Regions from separate parts of the Capsicum annuum genome. Here region 2 is linked to region 1. Evidence: chromatin contacts called from public Hi-C data. All regions are on one chromosome and are shown on one strand. Each heading gives the region's core, a stretch centred on a gene start, on an enhancer-like site or on the middle of the called end of the contact. The rest is flanking DNA. Distances are from core to core; before and after follow the strand shown.

Region 1 (5,568 bases), core at 1,085-3,584:
TGTTTGTTTTCAGAAAACAAGAACAAGTGTATGCATAAATCCCCTGTTGAAACGAAAATATATTAATCAAAATACAATTCAAAAGGTATAAAATATAGCAATTCAAATGGTCATCGTTTCAATTGATTAAAGCAATTCAAATGGTCATCATTTCAATTGATTAAACTTAATGTGGTAGTTAAATATTTATTATATGTATAATTATACATAATATGTGTATAATTGTGTATAATAAGAATGGTATAATCTGTAAATTTGTCCGAATATTCAAGATTCCTTTAATTACTACTATGAGTTTACAACATTTCTAATCACACTACATATATCTTAGTTGTATATTCTTTAATTTCTATGAACTACTTACATAATGAAATATATGGAAAGCTAGTACTAAGGATCCGTTTGGTTACAGGTATCTCAAGTAATATTTAGAAAAAAAAAATTAACTAAAAGTATATGGTCATATAATTTATTGGGTAAAATTCAGAAATATTATACTTATTCCCTTAATTATGAGTTTCATAACAACAGTTTCATAATTACATAATATAACAGGTTGTATTTTGTATTTTTGCAAACTGTTGCTACAAAAATACAAATACATATGATTTTTACTGCCCTTATGATCGATATGTATATTGTATTTTTGCAGACTGTTGCTACAAAAATACAAACACATACAAATACATATGCTACAAAATGTAATTTGATAAAAGTGTTGCTATTTTTTTATAATTTAATACTTAAGTATGCTACTTTATATATTTTTTCCTAATTTATTAGTATTTGCAAATAATTTTTAGCAAATAATTCAAATTCTTAAATACTAGGAAAAAAAAATTAGTTTTTAGCCAAATTCTATTATTTGAAACTTTTAAAAAATCTTAAACGAAAAAAAAAAAGAAACTTTTAAAAATTTAAACTTTACTCCAAACTTTTATATTTTATAAAATACCCCATCATTTATTAATCTCAATTAATATCTATTTTACCAACCAATTTCATTAATAAACTTTGCTATTTGACTTGAGTATGTAATAGTATTGTTGAATAGCACTTGTTAAAAGAAATGTACATAGAAAAATTGAATGCTCCTTTGTGAGTTGAGAAAACTTTGATAGCTCCTACACTTATGCGTGAAATTATTTATAAGAAAGTTGGAGCTTATAACTTATGAGTTTGATTTTGAAACATGTTCATTATAAAATGATAATATAAAATTATGTATAATTTTAATAGTTTTTAGAAACTATGAGTATAAGTCATATTTCTTAAAAAAAGCCAAATATTTTTACTAAAGACAATGACCAAATACAAGGTGAAACTTCACCTAAAATTTGATCCAAAAATGATTTATCAAAAATATTTGAAAATCTATGTCCAAACACTAAATAAGTGGCGTAATTATATATAATGAAGAAGGTTAAATAAAATTGAAAACTTATATCATATTTATAGATCATTTTTAAAATGTATATATAAGTTGCTGAATCTCTTTTCCACTAGGCGATTCTTTTAATTTGTTTTAGTCTTGTTAGATAAAGTGACCTAATATTTATTGTTGATCAAAATAGTTGAGGTATAATAAAAATTGATTTGAATATTATAATAATAAAAGAAATATTTTCTGCTATGTAAATGTTTAAAGAGTATTTTACATCATAAACTTTAAATTTTTTATTTTTTTAAACTTACAAATTACACGATACCGCAAAAATTGAAAAACAAGGAATATATTTTAGAATTTCCTGATTAGGCTTTTTTTTTAATGTCACTCCCAGTTGTGGGCACCCCAAATATAGTAAAAAACGTGACAAAATTGTATACTCAAATCTCAAATAAACTTTAATTTCCTCTGCACATTTGCCTCCCTTACCCCACCAATAAAGTTTTAACCTTATTTGACACACCAATAACGACATAACTCCTATTTGCCTAACACTTCTAAAATTCCAAATTTATATTAAATTGTTTATTATTATAAAATATTAAAATAAAATAATTAGAGATCTCCTATTTGCCTAACACTTCTAAAATAATTGTTTTTTATTTTATATTTAATAATTATTTTCCATTTTAACTTATATGACACAATTAGAATTTAGAGATTTAAGCTTCGAACTTTAACAGTAAATTTAGATATGGAAGCTTTAACTTTTTAAAATAAAATTGATGAATTTAAAAATTATATAAACATATATTATATAAAAATATGTACATAGAAAAATTGGATACGCCCATTTAATTAATCTATACAAAGAAATTAAAAATGTCCATTTTGAATATATACAAAGAAATTCCTTATAAATAAATTCAATTGATTCTCCCAATTTGTGACACATAATTTGTAATAGATGGAATATTTTTTTAAAAAAATAAAAACCTTAATTATGATTGATACTATAATTATTCAAATATCATTAAAAGAGTAAATAATTAAAAATCTCTTCTAATAAATGTTTTTCTAAAAACCTATAAAAAGAAGAAACACAGCAGATAATTTAAGCAAAATGAATTACAAATTTTGTTCAAAATATATAGAAACAACTACAGATAATTTGACGTGAATCAATTATAAAATTTCCAAAAAAAAAAGGTTCAAATAAAAAATAAAAGCAAAAAATATTCACTTCTTCCCCTATATATATACAATGTGGATAGAGTCATTTTACCAGAACACCTCCTTAAATTCCTCACCAAAAACCCTCTCTTTATTTTACATTCAAACCAAAAAAAAAAAAAAACCAAATCAACGATGATGTACACAACGAACAATCGGTGGATGATCGGCGACGCGGCCAACAATTCAACGGCTATGATTCAATCAAATTCAACATGGACACGATTCGAAGACAAGCAATTCGAGCAAGCCCTAGTACTGTATTCTGAGAACGACGTTGAACGTTGGCAGAAAATAGCAAATCATGTACCTGGAAGAACAGTAGAAGATGTGATGATGCACTATGATACACTTGTTCATGATGTATTTGAGATTGATTCTGGAAGAGTTGAACCACCGAGTTATCCTGATGATGATGGAGGATTTGGTGGTGATTGGGATGAATTGGATGGAGGTAAATTGAGTCAGATCTCCTTTGGTGGTGGAGCCAGTAAGAAGCAAGAAGTTGAGAGGAAGAAAGGGACTCCATGGACTGAAGAAGAACACAGGTAGGTTTGATTCTAAATTCTGATTTTCTTGATTACTTTGTTGTGATTGGAAAAGGTTTTTTTTGTATGTGGATTTGAATTATATGAGATTGCAATTTTAATTTTTGTTGTTTTCTTGAATTGTTTCTTGGTAATTTGGTTCTTGATATAGGCTCAATTGCATAGTTGGCCCCTTGTGGCTTGGCATTACCCCTGAAAAGATATTTATTAGGGGTTTATTTTACCGAATTAACCTTATTAATTATTCTTTGAAAATATAAATTCGAGTATATACATTTTGTATAGTCATTTAGTGATAGGAGTAGTATTGGAAGAGCATAATAAAATTATCTTGATTGCATATATGGACAACTAAATTGAAACAAATATCTTTAGAAAGGACCAACTATTTTGAAATGAAGTGAGTACATTGTATAAGAATAATACTTAACAGGGTGTATTAGTAATGCTAGTGCTCCCTCGGTTTTATTAGAGGTATATTTTACTAACTCAACCTTTTAGTGATGCTTTGGAACTCAAAATTTGACTGTTTACTTTATGTTGCTATTAATACTAAGGGTAGTATGGGGGAAAAGTAATAAAATTCTATTGATTTGCTGAAATGGACAAGTAAAATGAAACATCTATTTTTGGTGTAGGACTAGGACTAGGACCAAAGAAAATGATGAGGGCGCGAATATCAGTTATGGTGGGATCATTTCTTATCCACAGTTTAGTTTGGTGTATCAAGGGCAATTCTTTCCTTAACCATGCTTATCCATGTATTAATAGTCCATGTATTGCTAATATCATGGTTTGCTATGTATTAGATATACACGCGATACTACTAAATTCTAAATAGCATGTATTAGTCCTACATAGGCTGAAAATCCTAGCAAACAAAAAATTAAATAGTATCATGATAAATACATGTGTTAGATTCTCTAATACATCCTACCAGTCGACTCCTTTGCAAACTGTTCAAATGGTAAAATGGATAGTGAGGACTGTATTAGTAGGAGCTGTTGTGTTGAGTTGTGCAATGCACCCTTATGAACTGATCCCATATAGGATGAAATGTATTGTGAGTCTTTCAATCCAACTTGCTTGAAATTAAGGTGGATTAATTATTGTGGTGTCCATTTTGTGTATCCTGTAGCAATCTTTTCCATAAAGGACTTCAAATTGAATGCCATTGAGAAAAACAGGGGATTTGGGTCCTGGCGAGGACTCTTTCTTTCACAGATGGAGACATTTAGCATCCTAATGAATAAATTAAGTGAGTGTTTATGATAAGCATTGACAAGTTCTCATTGTTTATTTCTAACCTTTTTGAATGAAGTTAGAAGTTGATTTGAGTCTACCCCGTGGTACGGCTAATGAGGTTGTTGTCAATTATGAAAACTTCGTTGAATTCTTCTTCATGGTGTTAGATGACATTTGTCACACATGAGTAATATAATACTAATAGATCTAATTATATTGTCCGATATATGTGTTGACTTTAGGGGATAATTGGAATTGCTATTTGTTTGGATTTGATGGTGACTTAGAAGACCATGTCTTTTTTGCCATAGGTTATTCCTTATTGGGCTGGACAAATACGGGAAGGGTGACTGGAGAAGCATTTCAAGAAATGTAGTGGTGACGAGGACACCGACACAGGTGGCCAGTCATGCTCAAAAATACTACCTTAGGCAGCAGTCAATGAAGAAAGAACGGAAAAGATCGAGCATACATGACATTACCACCGCAGTGGATACGAAGATGGTGCCTCCTCAAAACAGTCTTCAGAATCAAGGAGCGTATCAGAATTTCAACTTCCCCATGTAGAGACATGAAGAGTAGGAATATCCGTATATAGTATGGTCTCGTGGAGTCGATGTTCCAACTTGTAAAGTTTATTGTTTCTAGCTTAAAGTCGATTTAGGGGATTACCTAGTGAATAGAAGCTTAGTCAATAGTTTCAGTTACTGCTGTTAGCTAAATGGGTGTACTTATGGATGCCATAGTTGAACAAAACATGGAGGTTTACATGTAAATAAACTGAGTTAAGGGAAATCATTGGCATTTTGTTTCTAGAACTTCCTGATGTTTTCTTTCCCCTTTTCTGTTAAAATATTGCATGAAGTGGGAAATTGTTTCATTGCAGTAGAAATATGACTAACTCGTATCAGAAACCCTTGATGTTATTTTTCTCTCAGAATAGACTTTTGGCAGAGACGTTTTGGAGTATTCTGCTGGATTTGTTGCTTGTTCATTCCCATTTTGCTTTGAATGGGATCTAATCTTGATTTGGTGCTCTAAATTTCGCTTTCTTAATGATCCAGCCGGTTGTTTCATGTAGTTTATTTTAAATTTGTAATCTTTGCTTTTGGCATTTGAGTTTTACCTTTTTCTTTTCACTTGTGTTTGCTGTGG
Region 2 (5,680 bases), core at 2,793-5,292, 46 kb before region 1:
AATGCATATTGTTTTAAATATAGATTACTTAAAATATATCGAATGAAAATTCTTCCAATAAATATGAATGCATATTTTTTTAAATAAAATTTCTTGAAATATATTGAAATAAATTTCTTCCATTTTGTAGTCCAAAGTTACCATTTGAGTGATTACATCTTTTTCATAATATTTTTAATTTTGAAATAACTCTTTGATTATTATATCTTTTTCCATATAAGTTGTTTGATTCCTAATTGGTTATTCTCTTAATTGATATTTCTTCATACTTTATTGATTTAGTTAATTGTAATCAAATCATAAATGTTCTTTTTTATATAGTATTGTTACGTAAATTAATTATATACACATTTTGAGTGATGACATCTTTTTCATAATATTTTTAATTTTGAAAGGGCTCATTTGTCATAGTAATATTTTTCATATAAGTTATTTGATTGTTAATTAGTTATTCTCTAATTGATTTTTTTGTAAGATTTTCTTGATTTACTAAATTGTAGTGAAATCATAAATGTTTTAAAATTATTTTATTATTAATTAATTGCTTATATTTTTTGAGGGATAACATCTTTTTTATAATATTTTTTTAATTTCGAAATGACTTTTTGATTATTATAATCTTGTTCATATAAGTTACATGATTACTATTTACTAATTGATTTTATTGTTATGGCATTAGAACTTCTAGATTAATTGCAGTTGGTACAATATTCTTTTTCATACTAGTTTAGGTGTACGCGCAAGGCGCGTGTACCTCGCTTTGATGAGTTCAAACATTACACTAAATAAGAAATTTGTTTAAATAATAAAGATGAATATAATAATTAAATTTAATATCTTTTGAGTATGTAAAGAAGGAGAATTTATTTATTAAACATAACTTTTACTAAAAGTATTTTTAAAAGTCGATCGATATTCATCTACCATCTGTAAATTGCAACAAAATAAAATAATGATAGAGACATTGAAATAATACAATTAAATCTAATCTTTACATACAATTTTTTTTTCAAAGTCTTCCGAATTTTTTTAAAGCCGACCAACATTTATCTATTACCTGTAAACTGCAACAAAATAATACGATAAAAGTGATATCAAAACAATACAATTAAACTTAAATTTTACACACAAAAATTTCTCAAAGTCGATCAAGATTCATCTACGAACTGTAAACTACCACAAAATAACAAACTAATAAAAATATTATGATAATACAATTAACCCTAACCTTTACCTAAAAAAAAATTCAAAGACGACTCGCATTCATGTAGCATCTGTAAATTAAAATAAAATAATAAGATAATAAAGATATCAAAACAATACAATTAAATCTAACCTTTACACAACAAATTCTTCAAAGCCAATTATCGGCATTCATCTACGACCTGATAACTATAAAAAAAATAATATAATAGTGATCACAAAGTTTCAATTTTGATCCAACTAATTCTTGTCTGGGTGATCTTGTTGGTAGTTGGTAGATAAAGAAGTTAGTTATGAGCAACAAAAAGTATAATATATTCTACTAAAATGACACATAGAACGGAATATGTTGAGGTATGCTATGAGAAGTAGAAAATAAAAAATGTTGAACTAAAATGACATATTAAGCTAAGCTAAATTAAGTTGGCATAACAATTAATATTGTGTTTAAATTAACAACGTAAAAGGGGAGAGAAAATATAACGATCAAAAATCTGAAATTGTTGAAATGTGCTGAGATGAAAAACAATAAACTGTGCTGAGACGAAAAACAGTGAAAGATCACAGCTGTTTACAACAATGAACAATTAAAAAAAAATCTCAAACGTTTATATAAAAGGATAGAAAAAGTCGTGGTTGAAAGAAACCAAGTAGGAATCAAATAGGATTAAAAAAAACATAAAATGGGTAAAGAAAAATTTTAATTAGGAAAATTTTATATTTGGTTAAAATACAGAAAACAGGTAAACAAAAATTTGGGTATAGAAAAATTACGAAAATTTAAGAAAATTTTAGTAAGAAAAATTTTACTATGGTGAAAAGCTAAATTTGGTTAAAATACAAAAACAGGTAAAGAAAAATTTGGGTAAAGGCAAATTTAGGAAAATTTTATTATATTATTTTGTAGAATTTAATTGTTGGGAAGAGGGTAAAAGACGATTTTGTCTAAAGCGGACTGTTTTAATGAAGTGCAAAAAATTCAATTCACTTTTTTAAGGGCCTTCACACTTTTAATATATTATAGATTATAGATCACACACACACACACACACACACACACACACACACACACACACATATATATATATATATATATATATATATATATAATTGTTAATTGATTATTCCTTTTCTATTTATATTTCTCAATCAATTTTGTCATGCATCCTTAATTGACTTCCATTGAATGAAATCATAAATACTTTTTTGTCATATAAGTATTCATTTTATGGTAATACTTCGATTGCATATATTCTAATTTATTAGTAACTCACACTTACATTTCATCATATAAAAATTATTATAAATTTTTATTGATATTTTTATTATTAAGAAATATTTATTCCTAATTCATTTTATTGATTTGCACGTTTAAAGTTTTATATAAGATAATTTAATCCCTTTTAATTCATTTTTGTTCATCAAAACGAAGTATCTTTTTCAAATTTTATTATTTTAAAATCCGAAATTATTCTTACAGACATATATAAGGTTATATAATTGGTCAATTAAAGAATAACTTTGTAAGGTAAAATTTTATTTGACTTCGAATATTAATTAGGACTATGCAATTTTTGTAGTTATTTTCGATAAACATTATGCAATCTTTTCTATGTAGTAATATTCATTTTAATTTTTTTAATAATTATTTATTTTCAATCTACCCTCCTTTTAAATTCAAGACTATCATTTATTCATTCCCTAATATAGAATGATAGTGTAATTACTCATTGATAGTTATTCTTAATTATGAAAATCCTTTCATTAAATATGAATGCATATTGTTTTAAATATAGATTACTTAATATATATCGAATGAAAATTCTTCCAATAAATATGAATGCATATTTTTTAAATAAAATTACTTGAAATATATTGAAATAAATTTCTTCCATTTTTTAGTCTAAAGTTACCATTTGAGTGATCACATTTTTTTCATAATATTTTTAATTTTGGAATAATTCTTTGATTATTATATTTTTTTCATATAAGTTGTTTGATTACTAATTGGTTATTCTCTTAATTGATATTTCTTCATACTTTATTGATTTAGTCAATTCCAATCAAATCATAAATGTTCTTTTTTATATAATATTGTTATTTAAATTAATTATATACACATTTTGAGTGATGACATCTTTTTCATAATATTTTTAATTTTGGAAGGACTCATTTGTCTTAATAACCTTTTTCATATAAGTTACTTAATTATTAATTAGTTATTCTCTAATTGATTCATTTGTAATACTTTCTTGATTTTCTAAATTGTAGTGAACTCATAAATATTTTTAAATAATATTATTATTTAAATTGATTGCGTATAATTTTTGAGGGATCATAATATTTTTTTTATTTCTCTTATTCATATAAGTTCCATGATTACTATTTACTAATTGATTTTTTGTAATATTTTCTTGATTTACTCAATTGTAGTAAAGCATAAATATTTACTTTTTATAATATTATTATATATGTTGTTTAAATTAATTGTTCTCGTATTTTAAGGAATGATATCTCTATTGAAATGTTTTTTATTTTGAAATGACTTTTTGGTTTTAGTAATTTTTTTCATATAAGTTGCTTGATTACTAATTGGTTATTCACCAAAATAATTACCAAAATAAATTTTGTTGTCAAAATACCAAGTGGCTAGTTCTCAATATGCCACTTGCCTTAATTTTAGGTTAACTTCTTTGCTTTATTATATGTGTAGATAGGAGCCCTATTTACTTGAGATAATGCTAGTATTATCTTTAATTATAAAGTATAAGAGACCGACATCATGGTCATCCTCTTGATAATAAAATGTAAATAATATACCAACAAAAAGTAAGGGAAACAACACAAAAATTTAATGCAAAAATGATAAAATTTTAATTTTTTGGCAGATAAGGTAGATGACACATGGAATACAATATAGGTTCAGATAACTTTCCTTTTTTGGAAAACAATTAAGCATCATAATTTTACGAACCACAAAAGAAAACAGTGCTAGATTTGGTATAAAAGGCAATATTTGATATCTCATAAAATCTACTTATAATAATGTAGATCTTTTATACCACATCTATGAGGAACAAAGGAATAAATAGAATTTTCCATCAATTGGCAGACTTTCTATTACGAATCTACCTTATGTTTCGTCCAATTTTATCACATAATCTAGCATAAGTTTTGGAATATTATATGATCGATAAATACTTATCTGCATTTTATAATTGTATCAAATCAGGCAAGTTATTCTTAGTAAATGTAATTTTAAGTGAATTCGATATGAATATCGAGTGCAGATAAATTTTTAGTTTAGCAAAGACAGATTAAATATAAGTGTGCTCAACCAATCATTAGTTTTCAATCTAAAACTGATTAGTACAATCATGTAATCTTTGTATATTTTGTTGTATATCAACTCCGTTGTTTACTCATCCCCTATCTATTTGTTACTGGATACAATTTATTTTCTTAGGTCCAAAAGCCCCTTCATATTTTCAGTAGAAAATATCCCAAAATTTTGTATCGGCACCAATTATAATTTAGAAATAGAATTATATGGTGCTTCTATGCATGATTATAATATATATTTAATGATCGTGATGTTTGAATTAACTGAAAAAAATATATAATATTTTCATCTCTATTTAAGACTTTTTGATTCTCGACTCAATTCATCGACATTAACCGCGACCATGAACTCATATCATTATTAAATTTTTGTCACATCAAACACTTGACAGCGCAAGTATTCCCAATTTTTTTTATCACTTTGTCCTATTGGGACAACTACAGCTGTCATGATCAACCAATGGAAGTCTACAAACATTGTAACAACAATGCTTTAATAAGTTTAGGTCATGTATTGTAAGTATCAATTAAATATCTAATTAAGCTTCCACTTAATTAGTTTTAATATGTCCAAGATCATCATTCAAGTGTGCAAGAGAATGCCAATCTTACCAAAATCTAATAGCTTTAATAAAATATTACAAGGTCCACAAAATATTGCAATAGAGAAGCAATCTTAAAATAAAGTCATTTTTAATAGAGAACGATTTACCTTTAAAGTGAGATTTCTAAATACGAATTTGTATAATTGCCTTTTATAAAAAGCGCTTTGCTCTCAAAGTAGAAGTTTTAGACATAAATTTGAATCAATCAAATCGTGAAGTGAATGCCAAACACCCAAAAACCAAAACCATTTTTTTTTTTGACAGATTCTCATTGATTTATAGGATGGGACTTTCCTTTTATTAAATCCCAATTTAGTGTAGTATAGAAATTGGCAACCTTTATTCTTGGTCATATTTTAATTAAAGGCTGCTCCAAACTTCCTTCAAATTAGGGAATGTCAATTGTCACATTTGTTATCTTCTCTCTCTAAGCCATCATTAGTTCAACACTTAGCTAGCTAACCATTTGAAAATGTGTTTTCTTTGTCACAAATTATTTTTAAATTTTTGTTCAATTATTGGGGAGTTTA

What was found. Hi-C and Micro-C count contacts between places; a contact is called where the count stands out from the background.
Region 2: a Hi-C map of placenta shows a contact between it and region 1, with 1.9 times the contacts expected there. The contact joins the enhancer-like site here to the promoter of LOC107850892 in region 1. A contact is called at or near these places in 2 of 5 Hi-C or Micro-C datasets (leaf and placenta).

What each region holds. Positions count from the first base shown.
Region 1 is chr12:23,125,163-23,130,730 of UCD10Xv1.1, reverse strand. LOC107850892 (transcription factor SRM1) reads left to right here and starts at 2,334. Exons shown (of 2, transcript XM_016695694.2): 1 at 2,334-3,168; 2 at 4,725-5,231. The coding sequence starts at 2,756. The coding sequence ends at 4,980.
Region 2 is chr12:23,173,208-23,178,887 of UCD10Xv1.1, reverse strand. No RefSeq gene overlaps it. Among protein-coding and RNA genes, the nearest start is that of LOC107850892, 48 kb to the right of the region's middle. Within about 2 kb of position 4,042, at least 2 of the 5 cell types and tissues checked have an H3K27ac peak or open chromatin away from gene starts, as enhancers often do.